2 separate regions of the Mus musculus genome follow, and region 1 is linked to region 2. Evidence: chromatin contacts called from public Hi-C data. All regions are on one chromosome and are shown on one strand. The core of a region is the stretch at or near the end of the contact, and the rest is flanking DNA. Distances in the headings are between cores, read along the strand shown.

The links. A called contact is a pair of places that touch in the nucleus more often than the background predicts.
Region 1: a Hi-C map of cerebral cortex shows a contact between it and region 2, with 2.2 times the contacts expected there. The contact joins the enhancer-like site here to the promoter of 4930517E11Rik in region 2. A contact is called at or near these places in 1 of 39 promoter capture datasets (the 3T3-L1 cell line), 4 of 484 Hi-C or Micro-C datasets (the N1E-115 cell line, cerebral cortex and nephron progenitors), 1 of 115 datasets of contacts at active chromatin or transcription factors (pancreatic cancer cells) and 3 of 9 other capture datasets (adipose tissue, liver and pancreatic islet).

The regions. Positions count from the first base shown.
Region 1 is chr2:124,230,465-124,237,974 of GRCm38.p6, forward strand. It overlaps a transcript of Sema6d not described here. Among named protein-coding and RNA genes, the nearest start is that of 4930583P06Rik, 12 kb to the left of the region's middle. Within about 2 kb of position 4,542, at least 36 of the 459 cell types and tissues checked have an H3K27ac peak or open chromatin away from gene starts, as enhancers often do. A contact at or near this core is called in the N1E-115 cell line and cerebral cortex, where this site is marked.
Region 2 is chr2:124,127,166-124,134,510 of GRCm38.p6, forward strand. It overlaps 4930517E11Rik (RIKEN cDNA 4930517E11 gene), which reads right to left and starts at 2,791. Exons shown (of 3, transcript NR_040611.1): 1 at 2,767-2,791. It also overlaps a transcript of Sema6d not described here.

The sequences.
Region 1 (7,510 bases), core at 3,292-5,791, 110 kb after region 2:
AAGCTGGGATTGGAAAACAAACTGCACCATGTAATTATCCTTGCAACACTCTCCTCTAAGACTTCCAATTTAATAGAGTTGCCAAGATTTAAAAACATTAAAACAAAAATGAGCTTGTTAGAGTAGATTAGACTTCATAAATGTGTTCCTACTTTATTATGAAACATTGATTTCTGTGGTCACCTCCTCTAAATTATTGAAAGCTGGGGGGACTGCTTTAATCACCAAGAAGAAATGTCATCAGTCAACAGCTATAGAAGTTGGTGTGGGAGGGTGCATGGAGAGGAAGGGAGGGTCCACCCCAGCTGAGTAGTCAGTGGGGAACATCAGGGGAGACTCGTGTCCCTGCCCTGGTGCAGCTCTGATGATAGCCAGCCCAGTCTGGGATAGGAGGGGAAGTCTCCAGTGCTACATGGTATGAATAAACACTGGAACCCAAGATTACATAGCTGACATAGTCGTTCTTATTTCTAGGCCTTCACCCTCTAGTCTCTTAGGATCCCCACCATATAGTGAGGCATGAATGCTGGCCTCTCTCCCAGACTCTTACATGGATTAACCATCCCAAAGGAATCTGCACTTGTCTCTGGGCTCCTTAGAAATCACAGTAGTCAGTGTTGAGAAAGAAGAGCTCTTGAAGCTTCTTAACCATGACTTTGAAGAGTTGATCTGTGGCTGCAGCCAGCCAGTGTTACCTACAGCTGTTTGTCAGAGGGAGACCAAATAGCAGGCAGCCGCACATCTCAGCGGTATGTTTGCCACTCCTTGGTCATGTTCTTGTTCCTAGAGCACTAGTTGACTCTGAGGCTAAGTTCCTTGAGGTAGGCCCAGTGAGACAATGAGCTTCTAAAGGCAACAGCTTCATACTTTTCATTTGCTTGAAGAAAATGGTGATTGCCCAACCTCAAACCAAATCCCAACCTCTTCTGAAGCAGCCTGGCTCCTTGGACACACTTCCTGAATTTCTGGTTTCTTTAGCATATTTTCTCATTGCTATGGCTCACTTCTGCCCAGATTGTGTTTATTAAAAAAAGATCTCCCAGTGATAACAAAAACAATAGCAGCAGCCAGCCACCAAAAAATAGCTCTAGGAATGAAATTAACAATAGAGATGAAAATGTATATAATAAAACTTGTAAAACATAAATTAAGTACATTGAAGAGGATATAAAATATGGGAAGTCACCCAGCATTCACAGATAATAAGCGTCAGTGCTGTCAAAATGGCCACTTTCTCCTCCAGATTCAGCACAATTGTCTCAAAATGCCAGTGACATTCTTCACAAAACTACAAAATGCAAACATAGAATTTTTATGGCACCATACAAATACCAATAAAATTAATTAATTAGCTAGCTAATTAATTCTTAGTGGCCAAGCTAACTTCAACAAAAAACGATGAGACATCATTACTCCCTGATTTATGAGTATACTATGGGGTTAGCATAAAAACAGACAACATAGACAAATTGAGCAGAATAGAATCAAGTAGAAACCCACACACTTATGGCCAACTCTATTTTGAGGAAAGTGTTCAGAGTATTCATTGAAAAAAAAAAAACCCTAGTCTTTTTAGTAGCTAGATAGCTACATGTAGATAACTAAAACAAGACCATTCTATGTAACACTCTGCTACATGATACAGAGTGGGTTAGATATTTAAATGTGATAATTGAAAATATGAACTTTTTTTTTAAGAAAACATACAAGAGATATTTTAGAACCCGAGAATAGGTAAATTATTTGGACAAGGCAGATAACTTGGAAGTGGGAATCCATGGAAATAAAAAAGCTTCAGAACTGAAATGCAAACAGCAAAGGAAGAGACAGCGCACAAAATGGGAAGAATATTTGCAAAGAATAAATGTGTCAAAGAGTTGAGATCTGGAACACAAGAAAGACCTGAAAATATTCAACAGCACAAAACCAAACACCTAGTTTTAAAAGTGGAAAAGAGACCTAAACAGACACTTCTCAAAGGAAGATATGTAAATTGCTAGTGGGTATATGAGAAGCCCAATGTCACTCATTATTAGGGAAACCTGAGTCAAAAAGAGCAATGCCTCTCCAGCAACAAGGCTGAAGATAGCAAGTGCCAGTGAGGATGCAGGAAGATCAGTTAGTACAGCCATTATACAAAACATGAGAAAATGCTTCAAAACGGAAATAAAAAAAAATAGAGACAACATAGATTTCAGCATTCCCACTAGTGTATATATATATATATATATATATATATATATATATATATATATATATATATATATATATATTATGTTCCTTACAGCTTAGTTTACAGTATCCTGGACAGAAATATCAGAAATATCCTAGGTACCCATCATCTGAAGAAAAGATAAAGAAGAGATGATAGATGATGTACAGGACAGAAAAGAACTAAATCCTGCCATTTATTGACGCAGAGACTGACATATTATATGAAAAGAGGCAAGCATAGAATGGCGCAAAGCACACGATTTCTCTTATGTGGAATATTGTTATATACCATTTTGATGTTGAGAGTGAATTGGTAGTTATCAAAGATCTGAAGGAGTTTAGGGAAAGGGTAGGGAACATCCCATCAAAAGCAACTAAGCTACACTTACAAAGCAAGACTGTTTGGAGTGCTGTTGCATAGTAGAGTGTCTAGGTAGTATAAAGAACTATATTCCACAATATGACAAGAAAGGATTTTGAAACCTTTATTATAAAGAAGCAATACATGTTTGAAGTGGTAGATGTGCTTAAATTGATATGTAATATATACACATGATTATACATTGTATAGTACTCCTTTAATATTATAAAATATTTTATATATCCATCAAGATTAATTTAATACTCCAAGCAGAAAATGCACCAAAATGGCCCCTGAACTTTATGTGTGGTAACGTAGTTTTATCCTCATAAAAACTTTAGGAGATTCAAATTAATATTCTGTTTTACAGAAAAATGTGAGGCAGAAGTAACTGATCCAAAGTTACAGAACTAGGGAGTGCTGGATTTTTAACTTTGAGGCCATGTGATTTGATTTCAGAATCTAGACTCTGAACAAATTGAACTGTTTAGTTTCAACAACTTGACAAAAACTAGAGTAACCTGTAAGAGAGCGCCTCGGTTGAGCAATTGCCTCCATCAGACTGGCTTGTGCTTGGTGAATATTTGATGTGGGAGGCCCCCGTCTCCTGAGGTGCTGTTACTCTTTTGCAGGTGGTCCTGTATAACAAAGCAGGCTGGACCAGGTGTAGAAAGCAAGACCATAAAGCCCATAAGGAGTGTTCTTTATGTTTCAAGCTGGTGCTTTGGGTTCCTGTATTTGCTTTTCAAATAGACTCTAACCACCAAGCTAAAGCAAACTCTTTTCTCCCCAAGTTGGTTTTGCCAGTGTTTTATAACAGCAACAAAAAGCAGACTGGCATACCACTGTATGAACCCAATCTTCTACAGCTGAGTACTCATTACAATCCTAGAAGCCTAGCAAAATGTAGCCTTTGAGGGGGAGGTGTTGTTGGGGGAATGTTCTAGTTTCATTCTGTTGCTGTTTCAAAATTTCTTGACCGAAATAATCATAAGTGAGGCAACGGTTTAGTCTAATAGTTGTAGATCACAGTTTATTGTTGAGGGAAATCTAGGCAGGATCTTAAAGGCATGCCTGTACATCATTACATTTGACCGAAGAAATCACTCTATAGCCTTAAGTACAGTAGGAACCATTAAGGATGATGCGCTCTAGCTGGATCATGGCTATATTTCTTATATAGAGGAGGACCACCTACCTAGAGATGGTGCTGCCCGTAGTGAGCTGTATCTTCCAGGATCAGTTAGCAGTCATGAAAATCTCCCATAAACATGTCCATAGGCCAGTTTCTTCTAGGTAAGTCTTCAACTGAGGCTGTCTTATAAGATGACTCTAGACTGTTGAGAGTTACAGCTAACCAGGACAGGGGATCTCTGAATGTGAGCTTACCTTCCATATTACCCACATTGAGGACTAGGTAAATAATTACATGTAGGATGCTTTTTATATTTTTTAAATTACAAAGAGAGTGATCTCCAGTTCATGATGTTAAACCACAGGGCATGAAACGAGCTATGGTATCTTTTGAGCACTGGTATGAAGCCCACAATGAGGCCACGTCCTCACATCTCAGAAATCAAACAAAGCCTGGCATCCATAGTAGTAGCAGAACATTTACAACAAGGAAGTTGAAAAGCTATCACACAGACAGAAGTGAAGAGCACACCCGCCACGGAAAGGAATCTGACAACACTAAGACATGTGCTTTTGGGTCTGGGCCAGATCCAGCTGGGTAAGCTCCTTGAAGGTCATGCCTTAAGACTGTGCCTATTGTCTTGCTCTACATTGCCTTTGATTACACTTGGTCTAAACCAGACATTTCCCAAGGAATCTTGGTCACTAGGCATAAAACTGTTTTCATGGGGTTGAAACTTCAACTCCGGAACCAGCTTTGGCCAGTTCTGCGAATAATGTCAGCCTCACTCTATTGTATGGTCACAGTTTCAAAATGAGCACAGCGTGCAGAACTGCTTGACTCATGCAACACTGGGGGGATGGCTGAGAGCAGAGAAGGAAGGGTTGACGTGCTTGCTCCTGGGGCTGCTCAGGCTCGACCCTTAGGATGCCACAAATGGAGCAATGCTGTCTCCGTTCTTTATCACGGTGCCCTGCAAATGTGAGATTTTTTAATGGAAGCTGGATTTGTTTTCCCTGCCACCAACACAAGATGTATGCCAGTTCTCTGAAATGTTCCAAACAGGGCAGGCAGGCAGTCATCTCTCCTCACCAGGACTCGACTCCACCAGTCTCCCAATCCAGTGCTTTCTATGCCTTAAGCCTCACACCTATTTCCTGTATCCACCCCCTCCCCAAGTCACCACTACCCTCATTTGCTCTTTTTCCTGCATCTAGGGTACAAAAGATCGCAGCCATCTCAGAACAGTGTGTCTGAGGTCTGTGTGCTCCAGGCTGCATCTCAATAGGATCCAGGCACATCTGTCTGCACAGTAGGAGGACCGCACTCCAAAGTGCAAAAATAAAACCACAAAAGATCAAAAGAAAAGCATCGTAGGCAAGAAATTACCCTTATCTTTATCTCCACAGAATCCATCAAGCACAAGCATCTGAGAGATGGCAGGCAGCGAGATAACAAAAGAAGAGGCTGGGAGAGAATTAAAAGCAACCTCCCATCATTTGCCCTTCAGCAGGCAAGGTAGGGCCTGAAAGGCCCTAAGAGGGTACCCCACAGTCAGAGCCTTCACTGGGAATGGACCTGAGGAAAATAGATGACCTGCTGGTCATCAAGCCTTCCGGATGACAGCCTTGCAGGCAAGGCTAAAACAGGGAAGCAGTTTCACTTTCTTTGCAGGCAGGTTGGTTGTTTCTTCCCTTGCTTAGCATATGCACACTCTCCTCTTCCTGGGGTTTAAAGTTCTGCTTGGTAAAGTGTGAATAATCTTTATCTCTTTGTCTTGTAACTGTGCCTTCAGATTCCTGCATGTGGGCAAGGCCTGGACCTTCATGCTGACTTAAAAGCAATGTGTCTTTCTGTGTCTCTGCCTCTCCCTCTCTGCCTCTCTGTCTCTCTGCCTCTCTGCCTCTCTGCCTCTCTGCCTCTCTGCCTCTCTGCCTCTCTGCCTCTCTGCCTCTCTGCCTCTCTGCCTCTCTGCCTCTCTGCCTCTCTGCCTCTCTGCCTCTCTGCCTCTCTGCCTCTCTCCCTCTCTCCCTCTCCCCCTCTCTCCCTCTCTCCCTCTCTCCCTCTTACTCTGACAGCAATGTGTTCATAAATCAGCATCCAGACACTTGACTGAGTCAAATATTTATTCCTATATTTAATAGCATTTCTTTGTCAACACCCGAGTAATATTAAATGGAGGATTAGAAAGAGAATCCACCAACCTTTTTCAGAATTCTTTAGAAGATGATAGAACATGATCTGGGTCACTTAGGACCTGAAGTCTTTATAGCATCAAAGTTTCGATTGAATTGAGATAAAGGGATCAAAACTGATAAAGAAGTTTTAGGTCGAAGGTCAACACCATGTCACGATGATACTTAAAATACTTTATTCATATTAAAATGCCTAGAGTCCTGAATCTAGCACACCCCACATTTCTAGGGATCACTTTGGCATCAGCAACTCAAAAAACAAACAAACAAAACAAAAAACAAAAACAAAGCAAACCAGGCAGATCCTGAGAGCATCTGCCTTCTCCCATCAATCACTTTTAAAGCATTCTATTTCCTGGAATACTCAACTTTGTGGCATATGGACTGATTACTGGTTACCATTTTATCATGACTTAATTTTTTCTAAACTATAACAAAATGAGAGAATTGCTGGAAAGGAAGAATGTTTTTGTCATTGTGACAGTTCGCTATCCCTTTCTCTAACTTGTGGAATCAGAGAGAGACTGGAAGAAGGAAATGGAGGCTATCTGCATCTTCATTAAATAATACTGCAATTCCTGGGTTTAAGCTGGCATGTGCATCTCTTTAATGTTCTAATTAAATAATGTTGCAGCAGGCCTTTTGCCTTACTAATGGTGAGCCTTGGCTCACTGTCAAAAGTCTGACAAGAAGAGGGCACTTCAAGACTCCAAGGCCCCCATAGAGCAGTCCTTCCTTTTATGCCCCAGACTGCATTTGGTATGTGACTTGAACATAATGTTTTAGGTTCATTATAAACAGTAGAAAGATGAGCATTTTAACAGCCTTTCTGGTCTATTTCCAAAGATTCACTCTGCATTTTATCTTTTTGCTTAGATACTAGTGTTTATAACCCCAAAGCCACAGCAGGACTCAACTCTAGGACAAGATGTCAGTAGCACTGTGTCAAGCTCCCCACTTCAAGCCCCAAGCATCTGCCCTTGTGCAGCCCTTGTGCAGTGATCCTGGTACACAGCGACAAAAAGAGGCAGGCATCTCTGTCATCTGCTGACTCTTCCATCCACAAAAGCCCCCTGTAAGCCTCACTCTTGAAAAGCGCAAATGGCAATGGTAGACTTGCCCGGTCCCCTTTATTGCACCCTTGCCTCACTATTTTTCACTCCTGGGCATTTATTTGGTATTATCTATAGTTTAACATAGGCCAGAAAAGCCAGCAACAGCAAGAGGTGAAGAGCAGATTCACCTAGTTAATTGAAAGTGTTTTACCCTCTCACATATCTCTGCATTTAATATTTTTTTGTATTAACCTAGGGAGAGATCAAAAGAGAGATACTTATAGATGCCTCTTTTGACCTTGAGGGTCCCAGTAAACATCCCATTTAACCTGAGAGCAGTTAGCTAGAAAACATACTGTGACTTTAATCAGTGAGTGACTTGGAGGACAACTGTCATAAACACTATGGAATGAAAGAATCTAGGTGATTAACAACAATAATGGACAAAGACAGCCGCGATGTCAGAGATGAAGGCACTCCGTGATTCTTTACAGAGAATAGAAAATGAACAGACACCCAAGGAAACCCTGGAGTGCTCCTCTTAATGTGG
Region 2 (7,345 bases), core at 1,541-4,040:
ATCTCCATGGACTGCTCTTATTTCTGAAGGCTTCACATCATAGGTCATTCCTGGAGGACGTCTGTTCCTAAATGTGCTTTGTGAAAGACTACTTCCATTAAATACTGGTCCAAGATATGCAGCAAGTCCCCTGGTGAAGTAGCATGTGTCAGTCACAGCCTTGAAGGAAATGCAACTTACTCAGATGGTTCAGAGGTTCTGAAACGTGTGTGTGTGTGTGTGTGTGTGTGTGTGTGTGTGTGTGAGAGAGAGAGAGAGAGAGAGAGAGAGAGAGAGAGAGAGAGAGAGAGAGGCAGAGGCAGAGGCAGAAAGAGAGAGAGAGAGAGGTGTATGAAAGACCTTATCACAAAGCACATAAGATGTATAAAGGTTGCAGAAGGATACTAAGTAAAATGAAATCCAACCAACGAGACAATTTAAAGCAATTTTGCATAAAAATAAATGTGTGTCTTTATTAATCCATATTTAAGTCCGTGTGGGGTGTCATATCTAGCATAGTGTTTCTGTAATGGAGGCAAACAGCACCTCGTGACACATGAACACCTGTAATGAGATGTGAAAACATCAGTCACAGCTGGGGTGGCAGGAGCACAGCTAGAGCTGCTGCTCTTACCTACATTCATAGCCAAAAAGGGGCTGCATTTCTTGTAGAGGTTGATAGAAATATGTCATTTCTGTACTGTTCAAGTTTGTACTTTATTTTTTCTTGTCTGAGGTTAGAAGCCTTTCTACTCATAGAGGTGACAGGTCCAAGGACTCTGGAAGAATCTATAGGAAGAGACTTTTGAGGAAGCCTTGCTTCAGGGGAGGTATCAGGGTTATAATAAAATCCTCAAAGAATGCTAAAGCATCTGTGTGTAACAGCAAGGAAGCCCTGAGCAGGGTGGCTGATGTGAGCCGTGGAAAACTGTGTCCAGGGGACCTGGAAACACAGTGAGGACCTACTCTCCAAGCCATAGCTATAAACTAGCCAACATTTGTTAAAGAATTGCTCTCAGTGCAGCCAAATGATGAGAAGAAAATCTGACCTCCTTCCCTTTAATTTCCTCCAGTGTCTCTTGTTAGCCAAGATCTGCATGGGGGTCACCTCTGGAGCCAGGGTTATTTTCCAAGGAACACAGATCAGCATGGGGTCACCTCTGGAGCCAGGGTTAGTCTCCAGGGGACCCATGAGAGGCCTTCTATTCCAGGTTCTTAATTCATTATACCAATATTTGCCAGTATATTAGCAGATTAATTATTTTGGTTATAGATAGAAGACACCAATAGAGAAGGAAGTTTGGGGTGGGTGGGGATCAACACCATGGCTCTCAATAAGTCCTGGTTCTCAACCCTGTTGAGCTGAGTTCAATCCCTCTGACCCTCATAGTAGAAGGAGAGAACAAAATGTCCACAGTTGTGAGATATACATATGCCTGTACATACACGCATGCACAAAATAAACTATAAAGAGGAAAAAAAAAACAGAATGAAATTGGGTGATTGTGATTGCTTTTAGAATGGATCCCAGATTCTAATTAGGAATGTGGTTTTTGGAAAGGAATATCAAGGCCTATTTCTTGAATGTACTGGGAGCTGGATGTGTCAATGCCCATCTGTAACCCCAGGATTCTGACATTTTTTTAAAATCAGATTGAGTGTGTGTTTGTGGGGGAGTTATAGATGCCCTTAAATCCAGAGGGCACTAGATTACCTAGATTAGGAGTTACAGGTGGCTGTGAGCAGACCAGGGTGGGTTTCAGAAACCAAACTCCAGACCTCTGAAAGAGCAGCAAGTTCTCTTAAGCCCTAAGCCATCTCTCCAGGCAACAATTCCAGCATTTAGAAAGCAGAGGAAGGAAGATCAGGAGTACAAGGTTATCTGTGGCTACATAGCAAGTTTGAGGTAAGGCTGGGTTAACTGAAACCCTGTCAGAAAACCACAGTCTAAGACTGTGTTTGAGACTATGCAAGTTCAAAGCAAGGGACATGACACCTTGCCTGGTTCTGTGTGCTGTAGTGGAGCATTGCCTTACAGTGATGAACAAGCCCATGCTGACCCATTGGAAAATGAGACACTCTGTGGATCAGTGCCAAGCCAGATCATTTGTCCTAGGCAAGGTCCTAGACAAATGGAAACACAACCAAGATCACTAAAGCTGATGTACAGAAGACCTCAAGCCAACCACAAATCCATCAAGAAGTACAGCCGAGATGAGAGTATTTTGGATCTACACAATCATGAGTTGCATAAATGGATGGTTATTTTCAGCCATTACTTTTTAAGGCAATTTGTTATTCAGCAGTAGCTAATTGATACAGTGAGGTATCGAATAGAATTCTATAGAACCCTGTGGTAGTGCATGATACTAAAATAAATGTGGGTAGCACGAGGCACCAAGTTCTGTTCTTGAAAACTGAAAGCAGTGTTTGATAGGAAAGTGCCCGTGAATGGAGCTAAAATGTCAACGTTGAACATTTCAATTTGTGTAGGGCTAAGGCTGAAAAGAATAATAACAGATCAGGCACAATACATTAGTAGAGCAATAGCCACCATCTACCTACATATAATAAGAAAAGACTATTCAAAAATCTACTCTTTGTTTGCATTTGGTCTTTTTTTAGACCATTTAAACCCATGCCTTGCTATGTAGTCCAGTCTTGCATTTCTCTGTTCCCTCTGACTCGTTATTCTCCTCTCTCAGCCTCCAGAGTGCAGGAGTTAACAGGCATCTACCACCATGACCAGCAAACAAATTCATTCTAAAGTTTCATATATTTTGTTACCTGCATTCTTGCATGTGGACACACCATGGAGATAGAACTTAGGCCCCTGGAAGCTCTACCCTCCAATAGAATCTTATTGAATGGGCAGGAATCTTATGGTGATGGACAGCCTCTTACAGCTGTGAAGAAAGTGGTGTCTTATGGAGACACTTTCAGAGTCACATGCACTGATCTAAGCAATGGTGGCTCTGCTACAGATATGTAGCCAGCCATTTGTGTATAAAGGAAAAATATCTATATATAAGATGCAGGATTACAAGGGTGTTCATCTGCCTGGGAGACTCCCAGATTAACCTAGTGGTTGCTCAGTGTATTGCAGTCTTTTTGCTACAGCACGAAAGACATGTGACAAGGTGAATAGATGTTTCTGTGATACAAATCACTGTGGGTCTGGGTAGATGGCTAACTTGGCAGTGTTTGCCTTGCCAGCCCGAGGACCTTAGTTCAATCGCAAGGATTATGTAAAAGTTCAGTGCACTGGTGCAGGTTTGCACTCTTACCACCAAGGAAATAAGACGAACAGGCAAGAGGATCTCTGGGGCTCAGTGGCCAGCCAGTCTAACCTAATTAGTGATGTCTAGCTCAATGAGACCGTGCCTGTAGGACAGGCAATTACTCCTTCCCCGGTGCTTGTGACTGGTGGCAGCTTCACTGGCTGTTTCCTGTCCAGGTTCATCTCTGAGGATAATAAACAGTTGTCATGGCTGTTTGTGAAGGTTTAATGAGATAATGGCCCTTAGTTTAACACCAACAAGCTTTGACAAATGATGATCTTATTTCTCTTTTCTTGATTTAGTCTGGATCAGCTCCTGGTTGGAGTAAGTACTATGTAAAAAGAAATCAAAGATTGAAGGACACCATTAACTTGCTGGCTTCTTACGTGCAGTCCAGCACTTCCTTTTTGAGGGCTCTGGCACGTATGAGATTATCAGGTGAAGTGATTCTCACACTGAAAAGCTGAGAGTAGGGACCACAGGGAGTGGGGTGCAGACAGGTGGTGTTCTCCTGAGGAAATTTAGGGAAGGGGTAAAACCAAGATGAAAGGGAGGAAGGAGATTTGGCAAGTCCTACTTGCTTGAGTTTCCTGGCCAGCAGCCATTCCTCTAGGGTGCCCAGATGGGCCCTTCAACAGAAGGGACAAACCACGTGCTTCACTATTTGACCCAATGATGACTAAACAGCTCTTTGAATCCATCATAGCTCTTAGAAAAATTCCCTTGCATATGGCAGGCTCACAGTAAGTGTTTAATGAATGATTTATTCAATTAAACAGGAAGGGCCCTGAGAGATCGTGTAATCCCAAACTGTTGCTTTACAGCTGGGAAACCAAAGCCTCAGCACTGTGTCACTGGAGAACATTTCCAAAAGAGTAGCACCAAGGTTGACTGACTACAGTAGGACAAGGCTTTCTGCTATGGCCCTGGGTGTGTGAGATGCCGTGGCTCCACTCCACAGAGAAAGCTGATTTCCTCCTACTACAGCTGTTTTCTTTCTCTATGATGAGCAAAACCTTCTTGGTATTTTTTTCTTGGATTTAGTACCAATGATCTATTTATTTTCCTAATTGAAAATACTGCAAGCATCAGAAGTAGTGTCCTGTCCCAAGGGCTCAGTATCTAATCTTCTACTGGTATGATGTCATCTAAGGTCTTTCTTTGTAGTCCTTGAGACATTGGGTGAAAAGGGGCTGAATTTCATGGTCATGGATCCATGTTAAATATTGATGAGGGTCAGTACATGTGCTTCAAGCCTGTGCTATACCACTTGTAGCATCTGGTCTTAGTGCAATAGCATGCTGCACCCACCCGTTTCCCTGCTGGCACCTCATACAGCTTCATTTCTGCTTGACCTCAGCATGAGCTGGCAGGACCAGCTGAATCCCTATCTGCTTAGTGTCAGAGCCTTTTTCTGTTGAACAGCCACATTGATCTCCAGTTCACTGTATCCTTCAAACTTCAGCAGTTTCTATTCCATTACTCATTGATACGTGTGGGATGTGGTAAGTTTGTTTGTTTGTGTCCCTTATAAAACTGTCAGCCTATTAAGCCCTCATTGAATGAATATCTGGATTAGGTTTGCCAAATAAAACATCACTTTCCCAGTTACATTTTTAAATTTTAAATACTCATTGAAAAATTGTTAGTGTCTTAGTGACAGTCCCAAATATACACAAAACTGTCTTATATTAAAAATGAAGCATTGTTTATCATAAGAAACTAAATTTAACTGTACATTATGTTTTTATTTGGTAAGAAATTCTAGAAACTCTCAGATACATTTTGATTTCAGGCCTTTCTTAAAGCTATTCTTCCTTAAGAATTGTTTTGAGCAGGGCTGGGAATTTAGCTCTGTGATATATATAGTGCTTGCTAGGCAAGGGTGGGTCCCTGGTTCAGTCCTCAGCTCTGGAGAGAAAAGAATTGTATTGAGCAATCAACTGACGTTTTATCTGGTAACCCTTGGATCACAGAGCTCCAGGATGCTTTCTGTTCACTTATCTTGCTTATGTATTTTTCATTTTGTCTATTAATAAGATTAATACACATAGTTTTTACTAACCCTGTATTGCCATGGCTACATTTAGGAACCATTAGTCTGGAAATTCAAATGGCATTGCTAATTGGTATAAAAGCATACAGATGTCCACTTGGAGTCTGCTGTGTGCGTGCAATAGCTTGCCTGTTTCACCCTCTTCCACTCTGTGCCCAGCACCTAACAGCAGTGGCACATGCTCTGAACCCTCTACTTCCTTCCATCCTTCCACAGGCATTAAGATCAAGGGGATTTCTTCCTTGAAACCCTGCCTTGTTAAGTCATTGGTTCTCAAGGTGCCCTTGGTCCCTAACTGAGCAACTGTCAGCCATCCCTGGGAACTTGTCGTTCAAGCACATTCTTAGACCCATCCAGTTCTGCCACTGAGAAACCCCGGGTGGGGCCAGCAATCTAGGTTTTAATCAGCACTCCAGCTGGCACTGATGCTGACTCAATAACCATCAGGAAAGACAATAGCTCCCTGAGCTTCTCTATATAAAATACAGATGATTGATGCATGAGTAATTAGCATAATGCTTAAATGTAGTTGCAAATAAATCTACACCGGCAGTCAGATTTTAGCAGGCGTTCTGGTCTCTCTGTTTGTCTTTGAGTTTCTCCTCTCCCGTAGTCTTCTTCCTGTGAAGCTACAAACTTAGTTCTTCACATTAACCCAGTATGTATGTGCAAAGGAGGAGGTTTAATTATTCACTACTCACCCCTCACTCCCTCACTCTCATCCTTTATTTTCCTCATCTGTATCCACTGGAGGTTTTGATATCTTCTGAGATGGTAATTCCCCCATCCTCATCTGTCATGTCTCAGAATGATCTTGACTAATATCTCCTGATTAATACTGAAACCCCTCAAAACCCTTAGCTAGCCACTGTTGACCTGATTTTCAAATTCACTTCCCAGCTCCCCAACTTTAAACAGGGCCTCACTTTATCAGAACACAGAGTCTTCCCTGCCTCTGTGTGTTTCCAAGGCTCTGGCCTCAGTGCCAACGCAGGCCTTCCGTGTACACATCACCATCAGCAGCCCATCACATTGACTCCTACTCCTGCCAGCAGGGATACTTTTAAATACACATAGATTCTTGAGGAAATGAAATTTGGCTCATATATATTCCAGAATTGGCCATTTGCTAAGATTGTATATATCTGTAATTACTTTTGCTTTCTTCATAGTACAATGCTTTTATTTTTCATTATATGGAACTGTGTCCTAGCAGTTTATCCCTTCAGGAGATGTCAATTGCAACAAGAAATACTTTCAATACCTACTCTGCTTTTGTTGTTCCTAAGAATCTAAACTGTAAGTTAGAGATGAACAAGAATCTATCTTTGGCATTGATAGTGGACAAAACCTTCTAAGAAGAAACATCACTAAATTTAAAGCATAAAACTCTTAAGTGTTTTTTACTATATTTACAATAATGTGTAGATATAGGCACTGAAATATTTGTATGAGCATAAAAATAAAAACCCACCCCATACTTGTTGGTGACTACTCCCAATTTCTTCCTCCCATCAACCTAGAGGAAAACTGTAGAAACCAGTCCTGTGTTCACTGTCTCTTTGTATTCACCATTTCTGAAGATCCTACCTAAATGGAATCCACTGCCTGCGGCCTTTGGTATAACATGGTATTTTAAAAATTCATCCATACACCCATGCAATATGAATCAGGACATTAGAGATTTTCATCCACTATCAGTTAGTGAATGGAGAGGTGTGTTTGTGTGTGTGTGTGTGTGTGTGTGTGTATGCAGCACATGTGTGCCACAGCATGCACAGTGAAGTCAGAATACAAACTTCCACCTTATTTGACCCAGGGACTCTTTGTGGTTTTTCCAGGATGAACACCAGATCATAGGGCTCACAAGTTTCTAGAGAACATTCTGTCTTCAGTTCCCATCTCCTCATTGGAGCACTAGAAATACAGGAGTCCACACTAGGTATTTGGCTTTTATATGGGTTCTGGGGACCCAAACTCAGGTCTTACTGCTTACACAGTAAGCTGTTTTACCCAGTGAGCCATCTGC